Regions from separate parts of the Mus musculus genome. Here region 1 is linked to region 2. Evidence: chromatin contacts called from public Hi-C data. All regions are on one chromosome and are shown on one strand. The core of a region is the stretch at or near the end of the contact, and the rest is flanking DNA. Distances in the headings are between cores, read along the strand shown.

Evidence for each region. Hi-C and Micro-C count contacts between places; a contact is called where the count stands out from the background.
Region 1: a contact with region 2 is called in a Hi-C map of the N1E-115 cell line, with 2.5 times the contacts expected there. The contact joins two enhancer-like sites. A contact is called at or near these places in 1 of 15 datasets of contacts at CTCF or cohesin (the NIH/3T3 cell line), 3 of 484 Hi-C or Micro-C datasets (the N1E-115 cell line, cortical neurons and embryonic fibroblasts) and 5 of 115 datasets of contacts at active chromatin or transcription factors (craniofacial prominence, embryonic forebrain, embryonic limb bud and 2 more).

The regions. Positions count from the first base shown.
Region 1 is chr19:56,252,409-56,255,578 of GRCm38.p6, reverse strand. No RefSeq gene overlaps it. Among named protein-coding and RNA genes, the nearest start is that of Gm32144, 13 kb to the left of the region's middle. Within about 2 kb of position 1,823, at least 26 of the 459 cell types and tissues checked have an H3K27ac peak or open chromatin away from gene starts, as enhancers often do. A contact at or near this core is called in the N1E-115 cell line, where this site is marked.
Region 2 is chr19:55,771,423-55,774,826 of GRCm38.p6, reverse strand. The region is part of intron 4 of Tcf7l2 (transcription factor 7 like 2, T cell specific, HMG box); the gene reads right to left. Among named protein-coding and RNA genes, the nearest start is that of Gm31734, 30 kb to the right of the region's middle. Within about 2 kb of position 1,511, at least 37 of the 459 cell types and tissues checked have an H3K27ac peak or open chromatin away from gene starts, as enhancers often do. A contact at or near this core is called in the N1E-115 cell line, where this site is marked.

The DNA of each region.
Region 1 (3,170 bases), core at 574-3,073, 480 kb before region 2:
TAATTTCCTTGCAACTTCCAGCAGAATGCGGGAACAGGCATTTAGTCATCTATGTCTTTGTCCAGCCTGTATTTATTGAGCGTCTACTATATTATAGCTCTGTGCTGTCAGGGAAGAGAGGGAGGACCATGTAGGATAGGCAGACTGGCAAATTCTAGTGCATTTGTGAAAAGACCTCTGGGATTTCCAGAGCTTGTCCGAGAGCCAGGAGGGCATCTTGGAGGAGGTGACATTTGACTTTGCATTGGAGATCAAAGGTGGGCACCTCAGATAAACAGAGTTGGAGAGGGACAACCCTAAGTTTCATGTCAGAGAGTGACCGTCATAGTCCCGTCCTCTTCCTCTATGATGAACTCACAGGTCACTGAATTAGGAGCTTGACAGAGGGTCCGAGCCGCGGAGCCAGCACACCTGAGAATCTTGGAGTCCTGGGGCTTGGGGAAGTGTTTGGAGTACCACTTGGGTTGATCCCCTAGGAAGCTCCTGGGAGAGTCCAGAACGCTCCTTCCCTCCGTTTGTGGCAAGGCTCTTACTTACTCCCTGGCCCTGATCCTTTAGCCCAAGATCTCTGGCCGAGAGGAAGGCACAGGGAGAAAACAAAGTGCATGAACTACCATCATGAACACCTGGGGGCGCTAGAGAGCAGGCACCGCCCTTCCCAGGGGTCTGGGGAGGCAGAGGGAGGAGGGGCTAATACATGATGCCTGTGGTCTCAGGAGCAGTGTGGACAGAAAGGTCCCGAGCTGTCTATCACCAAGATGACCTCACAGCAGCAATAATAAAACCCTAACTTCAATTTGCTGAGAACAAGCCACGCCAGGCTCCCCCTCACCCTCAGGAAATATTTACAACTGCACTTCCTGGCTGGTGTCCTTACTGTTCCCATTTTGCAACCAAACACACTGAGGCTCAGGGAGTTCAAGGAACTAAGACTTCCTTAAAAAGTGCAATATGCCAGGCCTGCATCCCCATCTAGTAAGGCCAGCCTGGGGTACAGAGAGAGTCCAGTCGTTGGATCCCACAACACACATGCATGCATACATTCACAAAAGCCAAGATCAGGACTTAGTGTGGGGTTTTTTGGGTTGTTTGTTTGTTTGTTTGTTTGTTTGTTTGTTTTTTGAGACAGGGTTTCTCTGTGTAGCTCTGGCTGTCCTGGAACTCACTCTGTAGAGCAGGCTGGCCTCGAACTCAGAAATCTGCCCGCCTCTGCCTCCCAAGTGCTCGGATTAAAGGCGTGCGCCACCACTGCCCAGCCTTAGTGTGTTTTCTTAACATCAGAGTTCAGAATTCTTCCACTTCCAGCTGCCACTACGGAAGCCTCTACTGAAACGTCAGTCACAGTTGGTCTGATCTGCAGGGGATGTTTCCTTTGTGGGTTTTGCTTGTTTTCTGTCGACAATTCAGCTATCATGAATTAAAGTGAATCTGGGCGAGGGACGTGGCTGTGTGGACAAAGGTGCTTGCTGATAACCTGAGACCACACAGTAGAGTATATGTTCTTTTCTTACCTCCACAGAGGTGCCATGGCACCCCCAAGTCAACCAACCGATTGATCAGCCAGTTGATTGACTGATGGATCCAGCCATTAACCAATACAATAATTTATTTAACAACTGCATCTAAGCTGGAGGCAGAGTCTTAAAGTCAGTTGAAGTCTGGGAGCTGAGCACTGACAATGTGGAGCCCGCCCTAGGTCCTCCTGACTCTCTATCCCACCCTGCAGCTCACCAGCCTGCGTGCAGTCTTGCGATGTCCTCTTCCTCTCAGGCTTGCCTGAAGAGCAGACACTCCCCACCCTGAAGGATAGCTCTCCTCCTGCTGCCTCTCTGGAAGCAAGCGTAGCCCATTTCAAGTACAGATAGAGGCCATGAGGCCATGGACGGGTCTCCTAACCTGTTTCTCTGAGCCTCGGTGTCCTCAATCTGTAAGACCGATATCTCCTTCCATTGCTGTGATAAAATACTCTGATAAAAAAACAAAGGCAGAGAGAAAGTGTTTAACCCATCCAGAGGTTACAGGGACTACATCGTAGCTGCGCATGCTCAGTGCTCCTGGCATTGCAAAGCAGAACACAGAAAGAACAGAAAGTGAAACTTGGCTGTAACACGTCAAAGGCCCCCCCCAGCCCCCCCCCCCCAGATGGATTTCATCCAGCGAAACCTCACAGTCTGGTTGTTCCATAACCTCTCCAAACGCCTCCTGCTGAGACCCGTCTGAATACAGATGTTTATGCAAGACATTTCACATTCAAATCGCAATGAAGTAGCGCTGAGTTACACAAATCTCAGTTGCCCCCAGTTGCTTTTATCTGTCACTGAATAAGAAAAGGAAAAACTGCCCCTCAGCTGAGTATGGTGGTACACACCTGTAGTTCCAACCCTTGAGAGGCTGAGGCAGGAGGATCACTGTGAGTTTGAGGTCAATCTGGACTATATATAGTATGAGATCTTCACACACACACACACACACACACACACACACACACACACACACACACGTAGGGTTATGGGGTCCCGAGTCTGCTCTGCTACAGGGCTGGGCTGTAGGGCAGCCCAGGGACACAACTCTGGAGGTGGGGAATTGCAGTCTGAGAGCTGGAGCAGGCTCAGGGTCCCCAGGCCTGTGAGGAGGCCAAGGCTGGGGCTGTCTGGTTCTCAGGCTCACAGACACCCAGGCACCTATGGAAGCCTTGGAAAAGCTGAGAATGGAGTGGGGACCCTCTGGTTGGATCTGGCCCGAGGGCGGTGTGTGTGTGTGTGTGTGTGTGTGCTTGTGTGTTGTGGGGTTAGGAGGAGCTCCAGCTGGTCCCACGAGGAAAGTTCTTGGCTTGACTGCAAAAGTAGGCTTGAGTTTGGGCTCGATCTTGGCTTGGAGCATAGAGAGGCCTTCTACAGATTAGACAGCCGCTCTGTAGGCAAAGGCCTTCTCCATGGCTCCCCAAGGCGGATCATGAAGAAAAGAGGAAGTCCATGGTTTTAAGACATTTATTGTCATGGCGGAAAGTGGATGAGTAAGACTGTGTACCCCACTTCTCAGGGTGGACCTGAGGTTAAATACCTTTTTGCAGGGAAGAGTGTCTGGGAAGGAAAGCTTATTGCCTACGTCCCCCAACCTTTAGGTACCTCATAAAAATAGAGATCTGTCTTGAACCTATGTGACCACACTTC
Region 2 (3,404 bases), core at 262-2,761:
TGATTGATCTTTTTTGATAGACCTGAAATAAATTAAACTAGATTGACTCACTTGAGAATGGACTCTAATCCCTTAGTCAGATCCCGGAGAACTCAAACCAAACCAGCTGTTAATTTAGGCTTTATAAGATAAAGCATGAGAAATCCAAGTTGATGTACCCCAGAGCAAAGCTGACATCATTTCTGTGAGCGATTGGTCCTCTGCTTTCAGGAACTAATCAGTTCTTGGGTGAGTGGGTGCCAAGCCAGCGCTCTCAAATGAAAGCAGCTCAGAGAAAGAAGGGAGGAAAGGAGAGAGGAAGGCAGAGCCTACTCCCAGGAGCAATTGCAGATCTGGCCAACGCATTTCCATTTTGCTTGCTTTGAGTCATCCACCTCCTTATCCACAAACAGCTGAGGGCTCGACCAGAGCCCATATACCCACAAAACAGATGAGAAGGAGCAGCCACACTCTCACTGTTTCTAAAAATGGGTGGGGAGGCAGAATTACCCAGAAAACTATCCCCCACTGCTGCCTTAGTCCTTCATCTTTGAAGATCACACTGTCGCCTTTATCTGGGCTTCAGGGTGCCTTTGATTTGAATATAGGAATTTCAAGGCTTTCAAGTGGCAATGCAGAAGCTGCCATGGCACTAATAGAGTTAACAAGACAGACAGACAGATGGCACACACACTCACACACACACACACACACACACACACACACACACACACACACACACACACAAGCATGCACACGCAAATGCACACGCACACACACCTTGCATGCTGAACTCCAGACAGATCACTAACAGACAACCTTCCCAACTTATGCCAGCGTTTTTTCTGAAGTGATTAATGCCCTCAACATAGGCCTACATCAGGAGGCATTCGCTCCCGAGGGTCACCCCCACCTCCAAACCCCCACTCCTAGCCTCAGCCCACAGAGCTCCAACACTGCACACAGCAAAGCCGACAGTGTCTTGCTTCTAAACAGTGCTTCATAGAACACTCTGTTTACTGACTATAAGGGGATCAAGAATTGAAATCCAATTTAAGGAATTATGGTGCCTTCAGACTGTTTTCCCTCAACGATGAAACAAGACAGGCATGTTGTTCCTGGAATTTAGCCAGAAGAAACTGATCCTCGTAGTAATACAAGAGAAAGAAGAAAGAGATCGATGTATGTGTTTACACATACATACTGGCTCCAACGGGAGTTAAATTCGTAGTAATAAGTGAATTTGCTTCATTCAATAGAATGAGTCTGAAGTTTAATTCAAAGCCCTGTTTTGAAATCTGTTTATTTGGGCAGAATTCACCCCTGATGGCTCTGAGAAGCAGAAGAAAGGTACCCATAAAAGATGGAGTGAGAAGACATAGGAAAGTCCACTATATAGTCTATCTACTTTGCGAAAGGAAGAATGAGCCAAGGAACCCAAGCTGCTCTGTGACCCGGAGTACAGTGCTGCTCCCTGCAGACAACAGTAACCACTGTTGCTTGGTGCTGGCCCCTACATCCAGGATGCTTGAATGCTGTCTCATTTAACCCTAAATGAAACTGCACTATGGCTAAACTCATCCACAGAGCAGTGAAGTATCTAACTGGCTGTGAGCTGCAGTCAGTAGAGGGCTCTGGTCACATCCCTCCTTTCCACAACAAAAGACTTTCACTTTCATGGTTCTGAGATCAAACCCAGGTCCTTCCATATATATGTAGAACAGGTACTAGCCCAATGAGCTACACTTGTAGGCCCACAGGAAAGCTTTTAAAGCCACAAGAATGTTCTTCTGGCTTCTCATTGGCTCTGCTACTACACACATCCTATAGAGGCATTTCACGGCTGAGTAAGGGAGAATCAGCCAGCCAGCCACAGCCAGGTCATGGGAGGCTCAGCTCCTTGCCTTATCCATCCATAATTAATTCTTCTGCAGCCATTATACATAAAATGAGGTTCTCCCCAGAGGAAAATACCTGGTCTCACCAAGCGCTGCCTAGGGAAACAGGTCAGTGCTGGTGTTAATTGGAGGTGAGGAGGCTGGATATCAGATAGAATAAATTAAGATATTTCAGATAGCAAATCACAGCTCCTGTTGCAAGCTCTGCCGTCTGAGCTACCTGGCACAAGAGGGGAGAACAGGAGGCACTTCTATATAGTCTAAGATCAGCTGGAAAGATAGGGTCAGTGTCAGAAAGAAGTAAAACAAAACCCAAGAGCTTTCTATTAACAAGGCATGGACAAGCAATTATTTATTATTATTATTAATAGTAATAATAATAATAATCTTGGGGAGGTTTGAGAAAGATAACCACACTTATTGCTTTACACACACACACACACACACACACACACACACACACACACACACACAGGACAAGAAGAAAATGTGAAGAGAAAATCCAGAGGATACAGAAGGGTGGCTTAGCAGGTAACGGTACTTGCTACCAACACTGACAAACTTAGTTCAGTCTCTGAGCCTCATGCAGAAGGAGGGAACCAACCCTTCACTTGTCCTCTGGCCCCTGAACATACCAATGGCATATCTGTGTTTACATGCACGCAAGCATGCAAACACACACACACACACGCATACACACAATATGTGCCATTAAAAGAAATTAAAACCAATTGACTAGGACGGCCTTCTGGTTCCTTGTATTTCACCCCTGCTCTTTTCAAACGAGCCTCTGAAAATATAAGGAAAGCAACACCCCTCCACACACACACACACACACACACACACACACACACACAGCACTGTGGTTTTAACTCCGACATTCTGCAAACAGGGAGGTTTTAACCTCCTAGAGCTGGGAGATGGTAAAGAAGCAATGGCTGCTCTCAAGTCAATGGGGAGAATCGATGTCATTTCTCTAAGCCCTGGTGACATAAATCATCCTGGGCAAACTCCTTTCCGCACCACTGTCACCCAAGTCTAAGTGTGAACAGACCTGAGTTGGCTGGCCACTGATGGATTTCTCACTCAGAGAAAACCGCAAGAAAGTTCCAGCAAGCTGGCCTGTGCTAAGCACTCAAGCCCAGCCACAAAGGTGTCAGCACTTCATCCCATAGAGATGGTGCCCAGGGGCCCAAAGGTGAACATCTGTGCCAAGTTTCCCAGATCTCTTATCCCTGGCAACCAATGCACAGGGTATCTGCAAATCAAATCAGAGGAGGAGGGGAGGGGGAGGGGAGGAGGGGGGGAGGTAGAGGAGGGGACGGAGTGAGGAAGGAGGGGGAGGGAGAGGAGGGGAGGAGTGAGGAAGGAGGGGGAGGAGGAGGGGGAAGGAGGAGTTGTTACACACTCATTAAGACTCAGACAAACAAGAGCCTGAGTAGGAAAATCCCTCCCAAAGAAACAAATTTGCTGTTAAGTTCACAAGCCAGGAGCTACAAGTCTGTTTTCAAGAATCAGAAATGTGTG